2 separate regions of the Mus musculus genome follow, and region 1 is linked to region 2. A link is a contact called in public promoter capture Hi-C data. All regions are on one chromosome and are shown on one strand. The core of a region is the stretch at or near the end of the contact, and the rest is flanking DNA. Distances in the headings are between cores, read along the strand shown. Region 1 holds the start of Klhl3 (kelch-like 3). Region 2 has its middle 30 kb from the start of Spock1.

Evidence for each region. Promoter capture Hi-C pulls out the DNA fragments that hold promoters and counts their contacts.
Region 1: a contact with region 2 is called in a promoter capture Hi-C map of embryonic stem cells, with 5 times the contacts expected there. The contact joins the promoter of Klhl3 here to the enhancer-like site in region 2. A contact is called at or near these places in 6 of 39 promoter capture datasets (cranial neural crest, embryonic stem cells, hippocampal neurons and 3 more).

The regions. Positions count from the first base shown.
Region 1 is chr13:58,111,934-58,116,685 of GRCm38.p6, forward strand. Klhl3 (kelch-like 3) reads right to left here and starts at 1,714. Exons shown (of 15, transcript NM_001362415.2): 1 at 1,209-1,714. The coding sequence starts at 1,222. It overlaps Gm33389 (a long non-coding RNA gene), which reads left to right. Exons shown (of 5, transcript XR_003950588.1): 5 at 184-1,037. Gm52040 (a long non-coding RNA gene) reads left to right here and starts at 1,767. Exons shown (of 3, transcript XR_003950589.1): 1 at 1,767-1,834; 2 at 3,130-3,227; 3 at 3,425-4,752.
Region 2 is chr13:57,935,623-57,940,312 of GRCm38.p6, forward strand. No RefSeq gene overlaps it. Among named protein-coding and RNA genes, the nearest start is that of Spock1, 30 kb to the left of the region's middle. Within about 2 kb of position 2,424, at least 18 of the 459 cell types and tissues checked have an H3K27ac peak or open chromatin away from gene starts, as enhancers often do.

The sequences.
Region 1 (4,752 bases), core at 464-2,963, 180 kb after region 2:
TTTGGGCGTGAGGGTGGGGGTACCATCACAACATGAGGACGGGTATTAAATGGTCTCAGCGTTAGGAAGGTTGAGAGTCACTGTCCTAGACTCTTCTTGTGAGTGGGACTACAGAACGCACTGGCTTCTTAAGCTTTTCTCAGACAGAGGAGTGAAATGGATCACACCTGTTCTCTCTCACAGGGGCCCGACTCAGGACAAGCTGTGCACACTTTAAAGTAGTCTGCAACCTCACGGGTTTAGAGGAGCCCGTTCCCGTGAAACCAGCAACTCACAACTTAGAGGGGAAGCCTTCTTGCCTCTCCCTGTGATCCTCTCTCCTCAAGGAAAATGGTAAAGCCCGTCCCTCGGTGCCAACCCACGGATGAGGAGGTGGTGGCACGAAGACTTCTGCTCCATAGTCTGCCAAACTTGGCCCTGCACAGAACACCTTCACAATAGGAAGACCAGCTCCTCGGATAAATGAAAACTGTCTGTGCTCCTGCCTGCCGGGAGACAAACCCTGGCCAGCCTGTTCCTGCTCAACCCGAGTACTGAAATGCCTCCAGTTGGTTCCTATTTCATTAAAAGTCCATGAAGGGAGAAACAAGAGCTCCTGGAAGACACAGACCGTGCAGCATCTCTCAAACTTTTTGATACAGGCGAGACGGGTTGTGAGCAAATGTCACCTAACTGGGTTTCTCCCTTACCTACGCCAGTGCAGAAGCCAGTGTCCACCAACATACACACAACAGACCCGGGTTAGGTAGGAAAGCCAGCCACTTGGCATGGTTCTCGAAAATTCAACCACCTCAGTATGAACGAGGCTAGTGCCCTCTCCCAGGTCAGCTCTGCAGTGCCATCAAATCCCCCCACCAAAGACAGACACTGTGAGGACCAGGAACGCCTCCCTGAAAAGGGCAATCCCGGTTCAAGACGGGACTATTCCCAACACAGGCCAGGAAGTTCCGTCTTTCCGTGTGCTCCACTGCCCAGCAAACCCAGATTTCCCTTGGCAAGAGCCGGGTCTCTGGAGCTTTGAGCTCTGGAAGAGGAAGGTTTCCAAAGAGACTTTTCTGCCCTCGCTCTGCTTTGGGGTTCTGCAGTTGCCAGGATCTGCAAACCTGCCTAGCTGGTGCAAACAAATGGTGGTTACACCTTACGCTCGCTCGCTCGCTCGTGTTTTCTTACACATGCATACTGCACTCACCACACTTACACATACGTACCTTTCGCCCTCCATTGTGGGAGGCCCGGCAGGGTTAGTAGTCATCAAACTGTGCATGCACCCGGGAACTGGCGCTGCTCGCTGGGTTCTCCCAGCAGACCCGTGAGGGACCCTGATCAGCAACCGTGATTCAGCATGGCTGCAACTGAGACCTCCTCCCTCCCAATCCTCCTTCCTCTTGACTTACTCGCGGCAGGCTTCTACCGCAAAAGCGACGGTGCTAGAAAATGTCTTACCCAGAGCTCCCTGCAGCCCTTTCAGCTGCTAAAAGCAGCAACCCACTCGCTTCCCCTCCCCCGCAGGCTGGCTTCTCCTCTGTCTCCTAGAAACAGCCACAGCTTCGGCGGCGGCGGCGGCGACCCAAGGGCTGTGCCACCTTTCCAGCTGTTTCCACATCTGCTCAGGCATCCCCAGCCCTAGCGACTAGCCCACCCCACAGTCTCCTGCCTCCTAGGCTGCACTACAGCGGATCAGAGGGATCCTCTCTAACGCTAACAGAGAAAAACTGACCCCTCCTTCTCTCCTCCTCCTCCTAAGCTGTGAGTCTGTGGGCCTGGCCAGATTGCTGGAATGAGGAGGCCCCTCTGTGGCCTGCAATGGAGTTTACCCACCTGGGAAAATTCACTTGTGAGTAACGTCAGCGCTGCCGGATTCCCCCTCCCCGAGCCCACGGTAGTTCTGAGATGCGACATTAAGACAAGTGGGTTGGAATGTGTGGGTGTCACAGAACTGAAATGAATAAGAAGAATTAGACATGGGAGCCAGGGCCAGATGCGTTATGTGCGGAGAGAGGGGGAGGTGCAACTGAAACAAACCCCCAGTATTACAAAATGCCAAAGACCATTGCAGTGATCACCACAAAAACACCACAACAGAACCGCTTTCTAAGGTCTGCCATACTGAACCTTATGCAAGCTGTGGCTCCAACTCAAAACGTCTACTACTGAGCCCCCATCTCCCAGCCAAAGCCCCTGTGCCCTGTAACCTCTAGATGTTGGTCCTACCTGGAATGGCTCCTCTAACCCTGATCCTTGAGTCTTTATGGAAGTGCAGTAAGTCACAGGTCTTCTGAAACCTTCCCCAAATCACACCAGTGACAGCGGGTAGCCTCCAACATAAACTTCAAAGGGTATTGCCCTTATTGCTCACCTCCCCCTAACTGAGTGTCCGGGGGAGTTTGTTTTTTTGGTTTTTTTGTTTGTTTGTTGTTTTTGTTTTTTTTTTTAAGATTTATTTATTTATTATATGTAAGTACACTGTAGCTGTCTTCAGACACACCAGAAGAGGGAGTCAGATCTCGTTGAGGATGGTTGTGAGCCACCATGTGGTTGCTGGGATTTGAACTCAGGACCTTCGGAAGAGCAGTCGGGTGCTCTTACCTGCTGAGCCATCTCACCAGCCCTGTTTTTTGTTTTTTAACATGCCTTGTTTCTCGAGCTTAAAGACAATCTTGTGGAAAGCCGACCGGAAGCTAAGTTTGTGTCTTCTAGAACTAACCAGGGCTTAGAGATAATTGGGTCCATTAGTGGTGAAAATTTTCTCAGAAGCTTCCCCAATCAGGAAAGGAAAAGCCAGAAACGAGTACCCATCCATCCCTGCTTTAGGACTCCTCACCAACCAATACACCCGGCCTCTCTGGAGGCTCAGAGCAGCACTGGCTGAGTGGGCTTCTGCTGGGTAGCCTATGACCTCACACTCAATCCTTCATTCCCAGGACACTCTCTAAAGTCTCTGTCAATTCTACTAATTGCGAGTTTACAAAAGTTGCAAAGGTCCCGCTTTCCTTCTTGGTATGCCCTAGCCATCTGCCTAGTGGTGCCACTTTCCTGGACTCTCGCGTCTGTGGGAACCTCAGGAGGATATAAAGTGCACGTGTTGCTTGTACAGTTCGGGCCCGCTAAGTTTCTTCAGTTGTTTCGCAGAGTTCAAGCCATCAAGCTAAAGGAGGAACACAGGTCTAGACGCAGCAGGTGTCGATAACTTGGACGTGACAGAACACTCTGACCCCGAACCAGCTGAGGTGTGAGTCTCAAGGTTTATCTCCCCAGACACACCAGTGTCCCCTTAGCTGGGACCACAACCCAGAGTCGTTCTCCATCCGAGAAGAGCACTCACACCCAGCAGCTCCGTGTCTTCGCTTGTTCACAGTCAACCCCTCCTCTCTCTCTCCCGCCTCTTCCCTCCCTCCCTCTAATCAGCTTCGTGCTTCTGTTCCAGATATTTCCTCTGGACATCAGTCATGGGGACCACAAGAGGCTGAGCATCGCAAATAAGGAAGTGGAATCCCAGAATCCGTGCCAGAGTGCAGGCAGGTCACTGGGGTAGGCAGGCGGCTGGGTGAGTCACAGGAGGGATATAAAACTGACTTCCCTTTGTGGGTGCCTTCATTCACGTCTTCGCCAGACAGGAAAGGGGGGAGGAAAAATCTCTGAGAAGGAAATCCTTAAGGACGGAATATACTCACGCTTCAAAATGAATGACTAGAGCCAACATAAAGCCTCAGGTGGTCCCCTTGCAATCTACCTTTGCCATACGTGACAAACCAGATGTCAGCCAGATGTGTCGGATCACACCCACTCGTCACACCACCCATTCTCCATGAGGCGGAAGGGAGATGGCCATCCAGGAAAACCATCCACCAGAACTAAGGGTAGCAGAGCCAATGGCCCTTCTCTATGCTACTGGAATATTTTTCTGGTCTCTGCTACATTTAACATCTCCTACCTGTTATCCAAGCATACTGTGGGCCAAAGTCTGACCTGTTCAGTATAGGCTAGTGCTCCTGACTGTACTTCTGTCCCAAGAGGGGCTGCTTGGGGTTCTAGTGGACAGACGCAAAAGGACCAAAGTGGTTCCTGCCTGGAGGAAAGTCCCCATCCTTGACCTGTTCTGAATCTATGTCAAAGCCCGCTCCCCACTCCGCAGGTTCTTCCCAATGCCTTGAGCGACCTCCACAGTTAGCCCAAGTGCACCTGGTGAGCCCAGATCTCCATCCCAAAGTGACTCATCCGGTCATCCATGCCAAATTTGTTCCGAATCCTCCAGCTCTTACTTGGCTTGAGAAGAACCAGGGTTAGAAAGAAAAACATTTTCAGTCTGGATTTGGTCAACAAAGCTCTCAGCACTGGTACTTCATCCGGAGACACTTGGGCCGACGGTGCATTCCCATAACTTTCCTTTCTCTTCTTTTCTGGCTTTTCCCTCCAAGTTTCCAATGCTTTGCATTCTTACATCTGCAGGCACCCTAACAGCACCGTGTCTCGAAGCACACTGTGTATCTGAACCATTTACTTAGCTGGTTAAAGGTGTAAGCGTCAGAGGATCTAAAGCACTCGGCAGGCAAAGGCAGGTGGATCTCTGTGGGTTCGAGGCCAGCCTGGTCTACAGAGCACATTCCAGAACAGCTGGGGCTACACAGAAAAACCCTGTCTCAGAAGAGAGAGACAGAGAAAATATTCCTTATCTTGATGGTTTGGGGTGCCAGAGAGATGGCTCTGTGGTTAGAAGCATGCATTGCTCTTGCCAAGAACCTGAATTTGGTTCCC
Region 2 (4,690 bases), core at 1,174-3,673:
ACTCTAGATGTGCTCCCTAACAAAAGAAAATAAAACAGCTGATCATCCAAGGAAAACCATGCTCCACCATCAGCCTTCCCACCCCATGGAGAGCAGCCATCTCATCCTTCAAGCTTCTCAGATAAGAACCTCCGGGTAACCTCTGACTCCTCTCCTACATCCCACTCGATCTCCACTGACCTTTGGCTTTTCCGGACTGATGTTCCTGCTCTGTCCTAAGCACATCTCATGCCCTGGCTGGATTTCTGCACGGCCTTCATCCAGTCTGCTTTATTCTGCCTTAGGTTGTATATTCCAGACCACATTCCCATCCAAATTCCTGTAACCTGAGAATATGACTGAGAAGAGAGCCTTGGAATGACAGGCCCAGCTTTGGAATGACAAACCCAGAAGCCAAGAAAGTAGCTGCAGGCAAAGAAGGGATCTCCCAGAGTTGAGATGGTGAATACTATGTGCTAATCTGTTTGGGTCCCCAGTGTCCAATGTTAGCTCGTGAGTTGGTGAGAGTAAATTTAGATGAGATGCATCTCTCTGGATATTCTTTCTCTCCTTTGGAAGCTTTACCCCAAGGCAAAGCTCTGGGCAAGATGGGACAGAACTATATAGAATAAGATGGTGTCCTGATAGACTCCAAGCTGAAGGAAATGGAATGGATAGAGAGATTCCATCACCTTTCATTGCCAAGGGTGTCCACTTGATGCTGGGACAAATCCCTGACAAAACCAACTTACAAAAGATGGAGGGGACTATTCTGACTGACAATTTCAGGTGTCATTGCAGCAGGGAAGTTGGGCAGTAGAAACTTGAAGCAGCTGGCCACATTATCTTCACAGTCAGGAGGAAGACAAAAATGAATGCTTACCCTCAGAAATCTTCTCCTTGGTATGCAGCCTAGGGAATAGTGCCACCCACAGTGGGCAGACCTTCCAAATTAAAATAACCTATTAAAGAGAATCCTGTACAGACGTGCCCAGAAACCCATCTCCCAGGTAATTCTAAATCTCCTAAAGTTGATGATTGCTGGTCACCAGTACAAGTCAGCCTTTTTCATCACTGCCACTAAGTCAACAAAATGGAGATTCTTCCCAGTTTCAAGACTGGCTGTGCTCTTGAGAAACTGGGAATTTGTAGACCTTTCTTCTCCTCCTCCTCCTCCTCTTCCTCCTCCTCCTCCTCCTTCCCCTTCCCCTTCCCCTTCCCCTTCCCCTTCCCCTACCCCTTCCCCTTCCTCCTCCTCCTCCTCCTCCTCCTCTTCTTTTTCTTCTTCTTCTTCTTCTTCTTCTTCTTCTTCTGGAAGAATTTTTTAGATGGAAAGCAAATTGGTTTTTTAGTGAATTTATTGAGGACAAGGCACATGTCCTTGTGTGTGTGCACATCCACATGAAGACTAGTGGTCAGCTTCAAATGCCTTTCATACGGAGCCATCCACTTTGGTTTGAAAGTCTCTCAACAGGACCTGGGACTCTCCAATTATGTGATGCTATATGGCCAATGAGCTCTAGGAATTTATCTGTCACCACTGCCACCAGCTAGGATCACAAGCATGTCACCCAGCTTTTCACGGACATGCTGGGTGATCTATCTTTGGCTCTCGTGTTTGTGTATCATGCACTTCACCAACTAAGGTGACTCTGCCTTATTCACCTGTCTCCCAGGTCTCAAATTATTTTTCAATAGGAGGAAATCATTGAGTTTTTTTTTTAAACATTTTCAATATCCACTCTACTAACATCATTTTGGTATCAGCCTCAGGTCTCACAGGTTCCAATCCAACATGGAGAGTGGTTTTCAAGCATAGAGGCAGCAGATTATTAAGGTCAAGCAGACTACTTGGGGGGTCTTCTTACCAAAACCTAAAGAGAGACTCATATTCTGCTCCCCCAACTGCTTTGGTGTGCTGAAGTATGCCACTCCCCCAGCCGTGGTCCCCATGGGAACGTACAGTTGCAGAAATCATGGCCACTGCCCTGAGCTGGGAGGTCTGATTCAGTAGATGTGAGCCACAATTGAACAGACCGAGACAGGCTCAGAGTGTCTGTGTGCAAGGGTGTGAGATTCCAGCCAGTTACCCACATAGAATTTGGTATTCATGAGTTTTATATTTGTCTGTTTAAGGATGCTCAGACATAAATGGCTCTTTAATTACATGAGTCTAAATATAATCCCATCTCCCTGCATACAAATCCCACCTTTTTGTCTAATATATTCATTTGTTCCCACTAACATGAGTTTCAGAGAAAGCCTAGGGTAAGTCAGGAAGGGACTCCTGGTGTGCAAAGGGGAGAACCCTCCCCAACAAGGAACCCCTCCATCTTTTCTGTGAGTCTACTCCTTTCTAAGAAAAGTAGAGTATAAGAGACAGCAGCTGCCTAATTACAGCCTGCCCATCTGCTATTTGTGAATGTCAGTGTTTTTCAGTCTGAGCAGCTTTGCCTTAAAGGGGGAATGTCATTAAGTGCAGTAGGCTCCCCTCTGTGGCCCTGAGCCTTGCAGAGCCTGGATGCCTGGGTCTGAGATGGGAGTCACTGGGCAAAGGCAAGACTATCAGGGTGTCCTGTAGCTAAGTCCTGGGAACATCTCGAAGGCATCCTCAACAGCTTGCCTGAAGTGATAAAGCTTGTCTATTTCTGTTAATGTGGACGTGAACCAGCTACTCTGACTCCTTCTTTGGATGTAGAGGGGAATCCTGCCTAGTTGAGAGACAGTAAGAGCTGTGCAGCTGAGGAATGGGAAGGTAGATGCTGTTTGAGCAGAGGGATCTGCCTGGGGGTGCCCATTAGGGCTGCTGTCATGAGTTTCCCTCTACACGCACCCCAAGATGTTGCTTCCTCATCCACTCTCTGCGCATGCCCATCCCCCAACCACAGGCGTCTACATTCTCCACAATCTTTGGACTCTCTCCTTGAACCTCTGCCTCTCTTTCTTCCCCCTCTTCACACAGATCACCCAGAGAGTCAGGGCAAGGAAAGGTTTCCAATTTATTTCCCTGAGCTTCAAACCCAAGTCGGTTCTCATCCCTAGAATGGAAAGCCCTAATGGTTTGTGTGCAGTCTCAACCACCCAGAGGCAGCAGAGGCAATTTGCGTTTCAAAAGTAATAGAGAGTAAATTGCAGAGGAAATATTTTATGCAAATTAACCAAGCTTAACATTTTGATAAAGGACTTTAAAAAAAAATGAACCAAGCAATCTAATCCTCCATTGCAAATCTAAAACAAAAGAAATTTTCAAAAGTCTGTATTCTTAATGTGTGTGACAGCGAGAGAGATTTAACCAGAGACATTAACCATCCCACAAGATGGAACACTTTGGGAGCCAAAGTGCATAAGACTATTAGTTCAAAACAACATTCGTAGGCGCTTGTGGATGAAGGTATTTCAATAACTTAAATAGGCCTCTCCCTTCTGTTGAGTGGACCTGTTCCTGAGCGAGACCACATATCCTGAGATTCCCATGCTACACCTGGTGAGAGAGTGTTGAATCTGCAGCTACACAGATGAAAGAGGAGAAAAAAAACATTTGCTGAACATGGACTACAGGTCAAGTCCCATACTAGGTGCTTCACATGTGTTATCTCCTAAGAGGAATGACAAGGGAACCCAGGAAAGCCACACGCTCATTACGTAGGGGTGGAGGTGGGGTGGAGACGGTCCCTTTAGGAAGAAAGTGATTGAGAAGAGCATAGCCAAAACAGGCCTTCAAGCTTGCAAAGGGTCAGTCGGAGACTGCATTAGTCAGGGTTCTGTTACTGTGAAGACAGCGTGACCATTGCAACTAATCCTGGGAGGAAGCATGAGCTAGGGCTGGCTTACAGGGTCAGAGGTTTAGGCCATTCTCCTCACAGCAGGGAACATGATGGCATATAGACAGCCATGGTGCTGGAGAGGTATTCAGATCGGCAGACAGCAGAGAGAAGCTCTAGGCTTCTTGAAACCTCAAAGCCAACTCTGCAGTGACACTCACATAGCACCACTACCTGAAGACCGAGTATTAAAATCTATGACCCTCTGGAGGCTGTTCTCATTCAAACCACCACAGAGCCATGTTTGAAAGCTCGCTAATACCCTGATTTATCCCAGATTCAGACTTCCGAGAAGCCCCAAGTCCACACCCTGTAATTCTCAACTGAAAGCAGTTTAGAGGAAGGGGTAACTTAGGCAGAATATCCAAGTCTCCCCGCTGCCTTGAAGAGTCAGCTTCTCAGGGGGAATCCCAGGTCTGTGGAGCCTTCTGGTTGCTATGGGGTCCAGCATCCACAATCATACCAGGCTTTACATGGGCACACCATTTCTCAAAACATACAAAGTGCTATGGTGATGGATGCATTGCCAATTCTCTGTGACTGAATGTGTGGGAAATTTTGAGTATAATATATTCTCTATAGATACTATTATTTTCTATCATGTGGTAAGTGTTAAGATTCTCTTATCATAATAAACTTAGAAAACAATCAGTCATCTGGAAGGATTGGAACAACTCTTACACAACTCACAACCTCAGATGCATAAAAATCCCACAGACCCACACTTGAGGCTCGCTCACTCTTAATTCAAGGGGAATTTTATTCCGGATCCAGTCATGTATACTTGTAATCCCAGTATTGGGGATCCACACAAGAGGGTGGAGAGGTCCAGGCTAGCACGGGCAACACAGTGAGACTCTGTCTCACAATGCCCATTTTTACAGAATCAA